Linked DNA regions of Mus musculus: region 2 is linked to region 1. A link is a contact called in public Hi-C data. All regions are on one chromosome and are shown on one strand. The core of a region is the stretch at or near the end of the contact, and the rest is flanking DNA. Distances in the headings are between cores, read along the strand shown. Region 1 overlaps Npl (N-acetylneuraminate pyruvate lyase). Region 2 overlaps Rgsl1 (regulator of G-protein signaling like 1).

The links. Hi-C and Micro-C count contacts between places; a contact is called where the count stands out from the background.
Region 2: a Hi-C map of bone marrow-derived macrophages shows a contact between it and region 1, with 20 read pairs. The contact joins two enhancer-like sites. A contact is called at or near these places in 5 of 39 promoter capture datasets (the C10 cell line, cranial neural crest, embryonic stem cells and 2 more), 6 of 484 Hi-C or Micro-C datasets (the 63-12 cell line, CD8 T cells, the STO cell line and 3 more), 11 of 115 datasets of contacts at active chromatin or transcription factors (the 230-238 cell line, bone marrow-derived macrophages, craniofacial prominence and 5 more) and 4 of 9 other capture datasets (adipose tissue, liver, macrophages and 1 more).

What each region holds. Positions count from the first base shown.
Region 1 is chr1:153,530,495-153,537,370 of GRCm38.p6, forward strand. It overlaps Npl (N-acetylneuraminate pyruvate lyase), which reads right to left. Exons shown (of 12, transcript NM_028749.1): 4 at 5,378-5,465. Among named protein-coding and RNA genes, the nearest start is that of Npl, 16 kb to the right of the region's middle. Within about 2 kb of position 1,612, at least 148 of the 459 cell types and tissues checked have an H3K27ac peak or open chromatin away from gene starts, as enhancers often do. A contact at or near this core is called in adipose tissue, bone marrow-derived macrophages and microglia, where this site is marked.
Region 2 is chr1:153,797,530-153,805,225 of GRCm38.p6, forward strand. Rgsl1 (regulator of G-protein signaling like 1) reads right to left here. Exons shown (of 22, transcript NM_001368270.1): 13 at 7,081-7,198; 14 at 6,485-6,599; 15 at 4,707-4,836; 16 at 2,265-2,439. The region is part of intron 1 of Gm41974 (a long non-coding RNA gene); the gene reads left to right. Among named protein-coding and RNA genes, the nearest start is that of Gm41974, 16 kb to the left of the region's middle. Within about 2 kb of position 6,197, at least 55 of the 459 cell types and tissues checked have an H3K27ac peak or open chromatin away from gene starts, as enhancers often do. A contact at or near this core is called in adipose tissue, bone marrow-derived macrophages and microglia, where this site is marked.

The sequences.
Region 1 (6,876 bases), core at 362-2,861:
GCTGCTTGCCCCCCTCCTCACTCTCCTCTCTTGCTCTCCTATCCTCTTCCCATTTTGTCCCTTTTCTCCGCCCTCCTTCTCCCCCATCTCTCTTCACCTGTTCATGGCCAGCCTCTACTCTCTCTCTCTCTTTCTCTCTCTCTCCCCCTTTCTCTAACTCTACTACATCCCCAACTCCCCTCCCCATGCCCTAAATAAATTCTATTCTATACTATACCATCGTGTGGCAGGTCCCTCAGGGGAAAGGGATGCCTCAGCATGGCCTGCAGAGTCCCCTTCCCCCACATAGTACCAAACCTCCAAACATATCCCTGGCATCCTTTTCTTTTTTATAAAACACAACAGCATGCAGAAAGGAAAATTTTGTAAAAGACCACAGCAAGGCAGTTCTTTCAGAATCCAAATGTACATAGGCTTTCTTCAAAACATCTGGAGATAGAACTCTTCTACTCAAGAGCTTCATCTAAAGTAAAAGATATAGCAGGAAATGTGGATTCGAGGGCTGAGCCAGATCACCGGGTCCTGACTGGCATTAAAGGGAGTGTGCTCAGTTCCCAGGACATGCAGGACTCTGCAGCTAAGAACATGAGCTCCGTTTACCAAGAACATAACATGGGATGGGACAGATGGCTCAGTGGTTATGAGCACTGGCTTGTTCTTTCAGGACCTGGGTTCAATTCCAAGCACTAACATGGTGGCTTACAATTGTCTGTAACGCAAGTGTTTTAATAAAAAAAGAAAAAGAAGCCAGGGACATGTTTGGAAGAGGCATGAACTTGTATGGTGCATGGGAAGGGGGTACCTCTGCTCGCCCATGCTGAGGCATCCCTTCCCTCTGAGGTACAGTCACAGGAAGGTATAGAATAGAAAAGAGAGCCGGGCCGGGTGTGGTGGCGCGCACGCCTTTAATCCCAGCACTCGGGAGGCAGAGGCAGGCGGATTTCTGAGTTCGAGGCCAGCCTGGTCTACAAAGTGAGTTCCAGGACAGCCAGGGCTATAGAGAGAAACCCTGTCTCCAAAAACCAAAAAGAGTTTATTTAGGGCATGGGGATGGGAGTTGAGGAGGTAGAAGAGATGGAGAAAGACAAAGAGAGTAGAGACTGACCTTGAACACATGGAAAGAGGAGGGGAGAGGGGGGATAGAGGGGGACGAGAGGAAGAGAATAAGAGAAGAGGAGCAAGAGAAGAGAGTGAGGAGAGGGCCAGCAGTCCCCTTTATAAGGAGTCAGGCACATCTGGCTGTTGCCAGGTAACTGTAGGGCGGAACCTAGAAGAAATGCTAACAAATCTGACATCTTTTTCTGGCCTTTGTAGACAGCAAGCACACTTGTGGTACACCTACATACTGTCCCGGTTTCAGACCCGGGACAAGCAGCTGAGATGTGTATTTAACATACCAAAGCCGACCTGGCCTCCAGGTTCTTCCAGCATCCCTCAGTTCCTACCTCTTACAGGGCATGGGCACAGCCTGCCCTCTACCCTGAACTTTCCAGCCCAAGAGCTGGGCTTCCTATCATCCAGACATTTTGGTTCTCTCCTCCCCACCTCTCTCTGCATCTCTCTCTCTTCTCTCTCTGCATACATGCTTTCTCTCTTTTTCTTCCGCTCTGTCTCGCTCTCCATGGCAACTGCACTGACCCCCTTCCTTTGTGGCTGGTGAAGAGCTACTCCCCAGTAAACCTGCCTTTCTACCTTAATTTGGTTTGCATTCGCTCATTTCGTTGGCGCAGATAACTTACCACATACACTCATACAATAAAACGAATAAATAATAAAAGTATTCATAAAAAGAAAAGTGACAAGGGGGGGGCAAACTCCAGAGGAAAAGAATACAGAAAGAGGAATCCTCTGTAGGAAGAGAAAAAGCTGACCTCAGCTTCCCGGAGGAGCTGCAGCTGCGTGGCAGCAGGGCAGGACTTCCCGCCCTCCATCAAACAAAGGAAACCTCAGCCCTGCTTCTGCATTTCGCGGCCTCACAGCTCCCCTCACAGCTCCCCTCACAGCTCCCTCACAGCTCCCCTCACAGCTCCCCTCACAGCTCCCTCACAGCTCCCCTCACAGCTCCCCTCACAGCTCCCCTCACAGCTCCCCTTCCCCAGCTCGAATCCACCTTTGCACTGCTGCAGAACCACTCCCGCCCCAGGACTGAATGAAAGAGAAACTTCACGGAAAGACAGTAAGCTTGTACTGCAGGAGCCTACAGACAGACAAAGTTGAACTAAAGACATAAGAGCAACATGGCAGAGGGAGGAAGGGGGACGGACTTTGACATTAGTTAGCATGCCTAAGTCTAAAGAATAGAGCAGTCTGGAGAAAGCAAGCAACGTGGTACGCACACCTTTAATCTCAGCATCAGAGGCAGGTGAGTCTCTGAGTTCAAGCAAGCCTTGTCTATATAGTGAGATAGTCAGACCTATGTCAAAAGATCCTGTCTCAAAAAATAAAAATAAAAAATAAAATAAAAATACTAGGGCATTAGTTCCTGTCACACTGCACCTGCTATCCCAACATTTGGGTGGTGGAGACAGGAGGATCAAAAGTTCAAGGTCAGCCTAAGTTACTTAAGACCCAGTTTCAAGGACATCAAAACAAGCTGGGCGTGGTGGCACACGCCTTTAATCCCAACACTGAGGCAGAGGCAGGCGGATTTCTGAGTTCAAGGCCAGCCTGGTCTACAAAGTGAGTTCCAGGACAGCCAGGGCTATACAGAGAAACCCTGTCTAGAAAAACCAAAACCAAAAAAAAAAAAAAAAAAATCAAGGTCATCTTTGGTTACATAATGAGTTGAACCAGGCCAGCCAGGTTAACAAAAGTCTCTCCCTTAGGGGAAAATAAAAGAGTTTGGAGGGATGAGTCAATGGGTAAAGGAGCCTTGCTGAGAAGTCTAAGGATCAGAGTTCTATCCCCAGGACCCACTCGATGAAAAGACCTGACTCTTTCAAGCTGTCCTCTGACCTTCACACACACTCTCTCTTTTTTAAATTTATTTTTATTTGTGGGAGGGGTGGTGGTTTCAAGACAGGTTTCTCTGTGTATCCCTGGCTGTCCTGGAGCTCACTCTGTAGACCAGGCTGGCCTCAAACTCAGAAGCTCACACTCTCAAACATCATGATGGTGATGATAATAATAATCATAATGATAATAAAGGAACTTGGCAGGTGATTCAGCCTGCTTCAGTTCGAAAACAAACCACGGGGCAGTAGTGGCGCACACTTTTAGTTCCAACACTCCAAGGCAGAGGCAGGTGGAGCTCTGAGTTCGAGGCCAGCCTGGTCTACAGAGCAAGTTCTAGGACAGCCAGGGGGGTACAGTGAAACCCTGCTTCAAAAAAATCAAAACTTAAACCAAATCAAAATGATACCAAAAACCCAAACCACCCAAAATAGACAAATAAAAATAAACAAACATAGTAAGAAAAAAAGTCTACCTAACATCGCTCTGGCAAGCTGTGCTAGCATCCCACCATTGGGGATGAAGAAGCCTCCCCATGTAGACACCAGCTTTGGGCTCCTCCAATCCACACTTAGCTATATAGGAAGGGGGGGGGGGCTTGCTCAGCTGTTACTACTAACCGACAATATCTTGTCTCTATCTGAATACTTCCAACCACGTCTTTGTCTCCGTGTATACTTAATCAGACCTGGGAAGTGTTGGATTTTACAACCTGCTTCTCAATTGGATGGAAAGAAGACTGAGGGCAAAGACGTTGCTCCAGCTCCCCGGTGTGATGCATTGGGGAGCTGGCTAGTTTTATGTCAATCTGACACAAGGTAGGGTCATCTGGAAAAAAGGAATCCTAATGAGAAAATACCTCCATAGATTGGCCTGTAGGCAAGTCTTCAGGCCCTAGAATCAAAGGCAGTGGTTCTCAGCCTGACAGGAGTCACATAGCAGATAATTAACATTATGATTTATAACAGTAGCAAAATTACAATTAGGAAGTAGCAACACTGAAGGAGTTACAGAGACAAAACTTGGAAGTGTGACGAAAGGATGGACCATCTAGTGATTGCCATATCCAGAGATCCATCCCATGATCAGCTTCCAAACGCTGACACCATTGCATACACTAGCAAGATTTTGCTGAAAGGACCCAGCTATAGCTGTCTCTTGTGAGACTATGCCAGGGCCTAGCAAACACAGAAGTGGATGCTCACAGTCAGCTATTGAATGGATCACAGGGCCCCCAATCGAGGAGCTAGAGAAAGCACCCAAGGAGCTAAAGGGAACTGCAACCCTGTAGGTGCAAACAACATTATGAACTAACCAGTACCCCGGAGGTCTTGACTCTAGCTGCATATGTATCAAAAGATGGCCTAATAGGCCATCACTTGAAAGAGAGGCCCATTGGACTTGCAAACTTTATATGCCCCAGTACAGGTGAATGCCAGGGCCAAAAAGGGGGAGTGGGTGGGTAGGGGAGTGGGGGTGGGTGGGTATGGGGGACTTTTGGTATAGCATTGGAAATGTAAATGAGCTAAATACCTAATAAAAAAATGGAAAAAAAGGAAGTAGCAACACAAGTAATTTTATGGTTGGGGGGGCGTCCCCACACCTAGAACTGTATTAAAGGGTCACAGCATTAGGAAGGCTGAGAACCACTGGTCTAGGGGAATTTTCTTGATGTGAGATTGCTGTGGGAGGGCTTAGCATAGGCAGAGGGTTCTAGGGCGTATAAGAAAATAACAACCTCAATGGTGGTGGCACACATCTTTAGTCCTAGCAGCACTCGGGGAGCAGAGGCAGGCAGATCTCTGTGAGTTCCAGACCAGCCTGGTCTACAGAGAATTGCAGTACAGCCAGGGTACACAGAGAAACCCTGTCTCAAAAAACCAAAAATCCATAAAATAAACTATAAAAATAAAATAAAAACAAACTGATCAAGCCACAAGGAACAAGCCAGTAAGTCCCCCTCCTCCACTGCCTGAGTTAGCGCCCACCTTTGGGTTCCTGTTCTATTTGAGTTCCTGCTCTGCCTCCCCTTAGTGATGAACTATGATGTGGCAGTATAAGCTAGATAAACCCTTTCCCTCCAAGCTGCTTAGCTCAACTCATGGTGTGCCATCATAGCAACAGAAGCCCTAACTAAGACAGGAATAATACACACAACAGCAGGTCACCCTCTTGTTCTCCTCCTTTAGTCCAAGGACGGGAAACCCTGAGGCCTTGGCCTCACAGGCAGATCAGAGTGGTTTCTGAGTAAGAGCTGGGGTGTTTTGTGGTCCGGCTGCCCTTCCCCAGAGACAGGGAAGGAGCGTCCTTGCCATGTGTGGGAGGCTCAGAGCTCCAGCTCCTGTCCCCCCTCAGCTGACTGGGACAGTGGGAGGAGCCTTGCTGGCACAGATCTTGAGTGGGTCACTCACTCAGTCATACTCACTTGTTCCTCCCTTGGTTAACCCATTCCTCCGCGACCTGGCGACGTTCAGAGACGCTCAGGGACAGGCCTTCTCCTGTGGTGCCATTCACTGTTTCAAACAAAGAGTCAGTCAGTGGGACCCGGCAATGCTTTTTATTCTGTCAATCCTAAGTCTGGAAGGACTGGGTCTGAAACCCCTGCGTGAGAGGAAGGGAGAAGAATAAACAGAGAAGGAGCCCAGAGGGAGACAGGCGCTTGTCCATTTTAAAATTCAGACTTGGTCCTTTTTCTACCTTCATCTAGTAAAAAGACAGCGAGGAGGTCAACTGTGACTTCGGTTAGAAATTGCTCCTAGCCATTAGGGACAGATGGGAATAAAAAAAAAGATTTATTATTTTTATTTCTGTGTGTCTGTGTGCACGTATGTGCCTTTGCAAAAGTGGCAAGAGTCTTAACCACTGAGCCACCTCTCTGGTCCAGCGATGTATGTATGTATGTATGTATGTATGTATGTATGTATGTATGTATGTATGTTTTTCGAGACAGGATTTCTCTGTGTAGCCCTGGCTGTTCTCAAACTCAGAAATCCGCCTGCCTCTGCCTCCCAAATGCTGGGATGTGCGCCACCACTCCCGGCTCGATTTTTTTTTTTAAAGGCAGAGTGTTATACTGTTTCCAGGCTGGCCTTATGATCCTCCTGCCTTAGCTGGGATTATAGGTGCATGCTACCATAACAGTTTAACTTGTATGTATGTATGTATGTATGTATGTATGTATGTATGTATGTATGTATGTATGTAATTACTTTTTAATCCTTGTAAATTTATTTTTTCCTTTATTTACTCTTCTCTCATATGATACACCCTAATCGCCTCCTTCTTCTAGTCAACCCCCCTCCCATATTTTCCTTCAGAAAAGAGCAGGTCTGTCTTCCTTTCCCCTCCCCTCCCCTCCCCTCCCCTCCCCTCCCCTCCCCTCCCCTCCCCTCCCTCCCTCCCTCCCTCCCTCCCTCCCTCCCTCCCTCTTTCTTTCTTTCTTTCTTTCTTTCTTTCTTTCTTTCTTTCTTTCTTTCTTTCTTTCTTTCTTTCTTTCTTTCTTTCTTTCTTTCTTTCAAGACAGGGTCTCTCTGTGTGCCCCTTGCTGTCCTGGAACTCATTCTGTAGACCAGGCTGCCTTTGAACTCAGAGATCTGCCTGCCTCTGCCTCCCAAGTGCTGGGATTAAAGGGGTGTGCCACTTTGCCGGGCCCTGTATCAGAGAACTAAACTGTTACTTAAGCAGGCTTTGCTGTTACTCTACCCCTTTTTTCATGACCTCAAGGGTCACTAACACATAGCGTTTTGTCTCTATAAGTGGCGGATGAAAATACTGTATTTGTTGGCACACTGCCAAACGAGGTACTCTACAAGGAATCTGTAGACCTAAAGTCAGTGAGCCTACACATCTGCAACTTTCAGTTATCCTAGCAGGCTCCTCCATGACCTCTGACACATGCCCTATGACCTCCTAGTCAGGTGAGAT
Region 2 (7,696 bases), core at 4,947-7,446, 270 kb after region 1:
CTGCTTATTATAAAGCCTTGTTCCAATAGATATTCAGGGCTTCCCCCATCCTGCTTGATGGTGGTGCATTGGAGGGGCCTGAGCTAGCTTGAATAGACAGAAGACCCTGCTGTGAGTTACATCAGATCAGCTCCTGTCTGTATTTTTGGGAATCACTAACATTTCCTTGGCACTACAAGGTGATCAGTGAACATGTTGAGGACTGAGCTAAGTCCCTCCATGGAGTGCAATGGGTCAAACTCTCCTGACATTCTGCATCCTGGACATTCTGCATTTCTGAAAATTATATTAACTAGTGTCTCTGGCATGGTGAACACAGACTGGTGGCCTATCTGTTGGTATTCTGTCTGGACTCCACCCCCACAGTTACCTGGTAACAGCCAGGCAGGCCTGGCCCACTATAAAAGGGGCTGCTTGCCCCCTCCTCCCTCTCTTACTCTCTTGCCTCTTACCTTCTTGCTCCCCCTCTCTCCCCATTCTCTTCTCCCCTCTCTCTATGTGGTCATGGCCGGCCTCTACTTCTCTACTTTCTCCCTCTACTACCCTCTTAACTCCCCTCCTCATGACCTGAATAAACTCTATTCTATACTATACTGTCCTGTGGCTGGTCCCTCAGGGGGAAGGGATGCCTTGGCATGGGCCCGCCGAGGCACCTCCTTCCCCCACACCTCACCACACCCCCATAGAACATAATATTGTACCTCTTTATCTTTTTATAATCACAACACTATATCTTTAGTTCACTCTGATACTTTTGCCAGTGGAGAGGTTTTCCAGGACTTACTAGTTCTTTTTCCAAATATTTTTTTACTCTAAGTTTTGCCTCATTCATTCAACGGAGCAGAATCCAAAATCTAAAAAGAAAAGTACTTATTGTTTCCATGTAAATGTAGAGCAGGGCATCGTGGTATACACCTGGAACTAGAGTCTGGGGCTGAGGAAGCTGGAGAATCTTGAGATTAGCACAGACTACATAGTCAGACCTACCTAAGAGACGGGGGGCGGGGGGAGAGGGAGAGGGAGAGAGGAAAGGAGGGAGAAAGGGAGAGAGAGGGAGAGGGAGAGAGGGAGAGAGGAAGAGAGAGAGGAGACTCTTTGAAATCTTATAACAAAGACAAGTATTATAGCTTAAAAGCAAAGCAAAACAGAACAAAACCAAACCTACTCAATTAGGTTCAGCAAAGGAAATTTAAATCATTGAAAGTGTGAGTATGGAATACAGGGTTTGGCTAGGAACATAACTCATTTCTTTAGCTTTGGCTTCGCATGGGTGTGGCCCTGGATGGAATCCATACCTACAAAATATATATCTGCCTTTGCAAAATACATACACGGACAAACAAATAAAATCCAGAAATCTTAAGCTGCTTTGGAGCGAGTTTTACAGTTTTTGGTTGTAAGCCTAGCCTTTTTAAAGGCCAAGCCATCTCTCTAGCCCTTGTTTCACTTTAAAAAAAAAAAAAAAGAAATTAGAGATGGTTGACAGTATTTGGTGTATAACTTAGAGTTTATACAAGAAAAATGTATAAACTTGCTTTCTATTGGTATGTTGACTTTACAGTTGAGGTTTGGCAGGTAAATGACTATGTATTATTAGCACATCTGACTTAAAAATACTTAATCTAAATACTCCCTCCACACACACACACACAAATGCACACACCCACACCCCCCCCACACACACACACATACACACCTCTTATGACAGTCTGGTTTTAAGTGAAGAACTATTGGTGCATGAGACAACTTCTATTTGTAAATAGAGAAAAAAAAATCCATTTACTGGCAATAGCCTGGGGCTCTCCAGGGCACTGAAGAGAGCCCTAGGACCCAAAGCAGGAGGGAAACTGATAGGATGACAGCTGTCCAAGACATTTCCAGCATCATCCTCTCTGGCAGAGCTAAGTCACTATGCTTCTCACATGTCAATCACTGTGGCTCTGATATGTCAAGCCAACTTTTGCTAGGAGGTGTGTGTGTGTGTAGGTCAGAGATCAATGTCTGGTGACTCCCTCAGTCAACTTCTGCCTTAGTTTTTGATGCAGTGTCTCATCGAGCCTGGAGCTCCCCTTGGGTGAGGGTGCTTAGCTAGCCCCAGGAATGCTCTGGTCTCTGTCTTCTCCATGCTAGAATCCAAGATGAGCAGTTTCCTCCCACCCCATCCCCTGAGGACCTTAGGTCCTCATGCTTGGGAGGCCTCCCCACCTCCTACTGGCAAGTTTTAAGTGTGAAGGCTGCAAGAGGGAAGAAAGATGGGAACTTACCTCTCCATTTCAGAAAATAAATACATATCGTTAACGGCAAAGTTGATCGTGATAATTCTGTGGCCAAATATCCGGCGTTTTACAAGGACCGTGTCTCCATTTTCCTGTTCTGCGTTCCGGGCACTAAGGTTTACTGGGGTATGACGTGCAGATGTGGCGGGTGATGTAGAGAAATCTAACAGAGAAACAACAAGGAATTACAGTCTGCTTTGATGAAGTTTCTTTCAGGTCCTAAACTTTGACCTTGGGCTTCACCACCCTCTGTGCACTCATGTTTTGTATCCAGTGAAAGTGCCACAACCTATGTGTACTGCAGCCTCTCACTCAGATGTGCATAACTGCTGAAGAAGGCCCCTGCTCAGGTGTGTGATGATATTCAATCAAGAGATAGTTAAACAACTAATTAATTACAAGAGCGATTGAATGTTGAAGGATGTTCTCATGGCACCTGCCAAATAGAGACAATCATGTCTGGAGCCATGGTAATCCATTAGGTTTCCTGCAGAGACCATAAAAACTGCCCATGAAGACTCAGCTTTTCAGATGGGACTGTGGTGCTGATCAACAGTCACTCAAGGTTTATCTGGGAGGAATCGAGGTTTATCATCTAGGAGGAAATCTGAAACCAAAGTGAAGGAGAATAGAAAGCTAATCTAGAGAATGGAAGTTCTCAAAAGCTCTTGGGGGGGCACTGAGATGGATGGATGGGGGTTAGACATATTAGAGGGTTGTTCATACCAACAGCATGGTGGGAACTCTGAGCAGCACCAGGCCACCTTGCCACAGGCAAATAGCATGTGGTAGGGCACTTTAAGGATAGTTATGGTTAGAGTTTTTAGAATACATCGTGGTCTCTGTTGGTGAGACTGTGGAGAATCAGACCCTGACTGATAGCCTCAGTAGAAGTGTAAATTAGTGCACTAGTTCTGGAGACTTCAAATTGAACAACAACAACATGAGGGCGTTTGTTCTTTTCCCATAGAAACTTAGTACATTTGAGTGAATGTTAGAATAACTCACAAGTCCAGAGAGACATGAGCTGTCATTGCCCGTTTCTTCCTCGTCACCTCAGGAACTTTCCTGGCTCATCTCTAGTCCAAGCATCCTGTTTGAAATTTCTAGATTGCACCACCCACTCTCTTGGTTTAGGGGTCCGTGCACACCCTTTTCTCTCCCACTGCACCTGCTTCATTTGTTCACTCCTGAAAACTCAACTTCAGGCCATTCTGGGGGAAAATTTCATCCCTGTCCATTGCCAGTGCTAACTAGGGTCTGTCGGCAAGCATTATTGAAATCACTCATCACACATACATAGTAATAACAATGGACTGGTTAAAAACTATTCTGTCACGAAGCATCGCTAAAGCATAGCTCAAAGATGCTCAAGCTGTCACCCCTCTTAGCTTCACAACAACCCAGTGAGGTAAGACTAGTTATTATTCCCATTCTATGAATGAAGAAATGGAGGCACGAGTCATTCATTCAAGTACAAGTGGTAGACACGATCTGTTATCTGTGGCTTACAGTTTCTGTAGGAAAACTCTAGATCATAAGGGTAGAGCATAGTTTTTATTTTTACCACTGAAGTCTCAGCACCTGCTGAAGCGCATACCCTAAAGCATTCTCGGTAATGGCCATGAATGAATTAATGAAGCAGTTGAATAAGTCTATAGAGTGGACACTTTATGCCAGTCGAAAACTTGGCAGATGGATGTGCACTGACAGAAAAGGATGTTCAATCTAAAATGGTAAGGAAAATGGTAAATTATAAATGAAAAATGTGGAGATTTTATATAGATATATAGAGAGACACAGATATGTGTGTATGCATATATGTTCAGAATGTAGGCTTCAAAGCATTGGCGGTGTTCTGAAGACTGTGTCCTACATGTTCTTGTAATTTTGTTACCTCTTTATTAATAGCATATACTGATTATTATATATATGATATAGCAAGAAAAAATTAAAGATATTTTTAGAGACCACAGTAAACAACGTAAAGAAACCATTTCACAAAAAGTGAATCCTCTTTGGTAAGATGGCCATGCCATAGTGAATGGCTTCATGCCCATAAATATATGAGCAGCAGGAACTGGATATGATGAGTTGTAAAAACACAAAACAAACACATGACGTTGGAGTGGGGTAGAGAGGCAGAGAGTGTATCTGAGAGGAATTAACAAGAAGCTAATGATCAAAATATATTGTACACATGTATACATTTTTCAAATAATTAATAAAAATATCATATATTTAAAATGTGAGGCGCCAGAGTGCCCTTGCTATTTCCCACACTTGCTGGCTCTTTGAGAAGCACCTCTATCCAGGCAGGCCTTGAAAAGTCTGGTCATCCAGGCTCACTGTGGCTGATGCTGGCCTGGCACGAAGCAAGTAGCTAGAGTTCTCATGTGGACTGCCCACCATGTCCGGGAAGTGACTCACTCTCTTTGTTGTTGAACATTTCCAGGTAGATGAAATCTGCCAGCTCTTGGCGATTGTTGGCATCAGCTATGAATCTGCGGTAGTTGCAAAAACTCTTGATGAAGGCGATCATTTTTATCCATCCCCTTTTCTGCAGAAGGAAGAGGGTGTCCCTTAGCATGGCTATTGTTCACAAAGAACCTTCTCTGTGTGTGCCACAAACCTGATCTCTGTTACGCTGGAAATACTCACTTCTATAAAAGGATGCTTTTGAGCTCCCATTTTGAGGGTGAGGGAACCCAAGTCAGTCTGCCTCAGACTAAGGAATTGACAAGTAGAGGAGTCTGGCTCCAATCACGGAGCCTGTGCTCAAACTCCTTCTACCACACACCCTTCCAGAAGCCGGGAAGGTCAGTATTCAAAAAAAGGGAAGCAACAGAGAACAAGTTGCTGCTTACCAGGAGGAAATGATGGCTCGGCAGATCTTAAAGTGTTAAAGAAATAGAGAAAGGTATAAACCCATTTCTCATCATTATGAAAACTTTAAAGTACCCATTCCCCCACTTGGGCTTCTTACTTTGTACAAGCAAACACATTCTGTTCTACATTCCTTTAATAGGAACTGGGCTCATATCAAAAATTTTGATAAGTCGAGCCAAAACCTCTCTTTTTGCTGAGATTGCTCCATCCTTGGAGGGGGACGGCCTGTGCAAACACGGCTTTAGAGAGACAGCGGTGAAGGACTAAACGCAGTGGATTTGAGAGCTGGAAACTTTTCGGGTAGACTCTACCTTCTCCATAGAGGTGTAATTTGGGTCAATTTACTTGTGTCTCTGTGTAAGACACAAACAACAGCCTCCAGGGTTGTGGTTTAGGGGCTTTTGGATGTGTGTAACAAAGTGTGTAACTCACAGCAGGCAGCGACAACATTCTGGTTTCCTTTTGTCTGACCGGGGAAAGCTGAAATTACTACAAAGCTCGATGATTCAGCAAACACACTCTTGCAAGCATCCCACCATGCAGATTTGGCTCATATACAGAGAGTGGAGAGAGAAAAACCCAGCACATTTTCATGTACACAGTATTGGGCTTAAATCTCATCTTCAGATATATTTTAACCTGATCATTGGAATCCGGTAGAATTGGGCTCAATCTTCTCTACCTAAATGACTCACACTGAATATGAGGTTCTTTAAAGGAGTATCTTTGCTTTTTCAAACCCCATGGAAAGACTTCCCTGTGCACTGCTCCTGTCTCTTCTCCCTTAAGGATAAGAGGGGCAATTGGGTTTAGGAGGAGAAACATGCGTACTCGCTGCCAGCTGCTGCCATTGTCTTTCTGGTATTTCCTGGTCGGTGGGACACATGTTCCAGGCCCACCCTTTGTCATACTGCAAGGTGAGGCTTATGTTGCCAGTGTTTGGATGTGTAGCCCAGGCTGATCAGTCTAATCTTTGTGCAGAAAGATTAGCAAAAACCACATGACGGTCAGTTTCACATCCTTAAAATAAGCACGAGCCGCAGATACTCTCACAGTGTCATCTCCGGAGATCTTGTGCCTTTCGCTTAGCTGGGGCCAGAGAGAGGCAGATCAGGAAGGGACTTCCCAGTACGTTTCTCTGAGCCTCAGATTATCCTTTTGTAAAATGGGGCTTAAAACACAACTCACACAGCGAAGAGTAATCCTTTCTTTCAGTAATATATCAAGGGGCCTAACAGGGACAATCTTTTGTACAGCCGATAGTGCCTGGACAATGGCTTTCCTGCCTGTAATGTCCTCCCCTCTTCCCTCTCACTGACCTGGGAGTCGTGTAGGTGTGTTGTTGACTTTGAGGGCTTCCTAGGGACGGCCTGTGCTTCAACAAACTCAAACTCCACAGATCGTGGTGGAAACAAGTCTTGGTATTCCTTAAACCTACCAGAAAGGCGACAGAGAGTATTAAAGAAGATAAAACCACGGTGCATGAAACATAACAAGGCCTTTTCCATGTCAGCTCCTGCAGGAGTTACAGTGGGAAGTGTGGGATACTCAAAAGCTCTCCTCTGACTATCTCAATTTTATCTAAAGTCAGCCTATCTGTGCTTCTCAGCGCTGTATTCTTCCTCATTCTCCCCCTCTCTCTGTATGTGTGTTGTATATATGCATTTATGTATATGTGCCTGTGTATATTTTATATATGTGTGTATGTTTGAGTGTGTGTATATGTGTAAGTGAGTGTGTGTATGTGTGTGTTGCAAACACAGGCAGGCAGGAGATTTCAAAGTAAGTTTGGTGTTTCTTTTGTAGGACAGCTCTAGCAGTACACTATGAGGTCTGGGAGATCTTTGCTTAATGTGGCTTTTCAAAGCTAGGAAGCAACCCCAGAGGGAACCCCACCTTCTCTGAACATGCTCACCATTTTTCTTCCACAGATTTCATGACATAACCCTGGAGCATCAGCAACGTGGTGGTGGTGATGTGACGCACATTAGCAATTTCTTTGATAAAGGGAGCATCACACTGCAGTATTTCCTCTAAAGAATGAGAGAAAGGGAGGGAGGGAGGGAGGGAGGGAGGGAGGGAGGGAGGGAGGGAGGGAGGAATAGAGGGAGGGAGGGGGAAAGGAGAGTCATTTCTGTCCATAGTTTGGTGGTTTCATGAGAAAGGCTCATGACTCTGGTATTATTCTGGCCTCACTGAGCCTTCTACAATTTGCAAGTCTCCAAAGATTATTTTATATGTTATGGGAAACTATTTTTTGTAGACAAAACACTATCTTTCTTAGTCCCATTTCAAAGATGAAAGCTTGAAAGAAAATAAAGTTAAAATAAAATTTGAATTCATTTCTGTAGCTGGGGTGAAGTTTTCCAGTTTAGAGAGAGGCTTAGGGGGAAAGGAACAAAGCGAACTCTTCAGGTACAGAAGGAGAGCCCAAGATGCGACAGTCACTGTGGAGCGCACCACGATGCTCCGTGTCCAGAGACAATAGGACTGTTAATGAGCTTGAGCATGCGCTTCGGAGTATCTGGGCA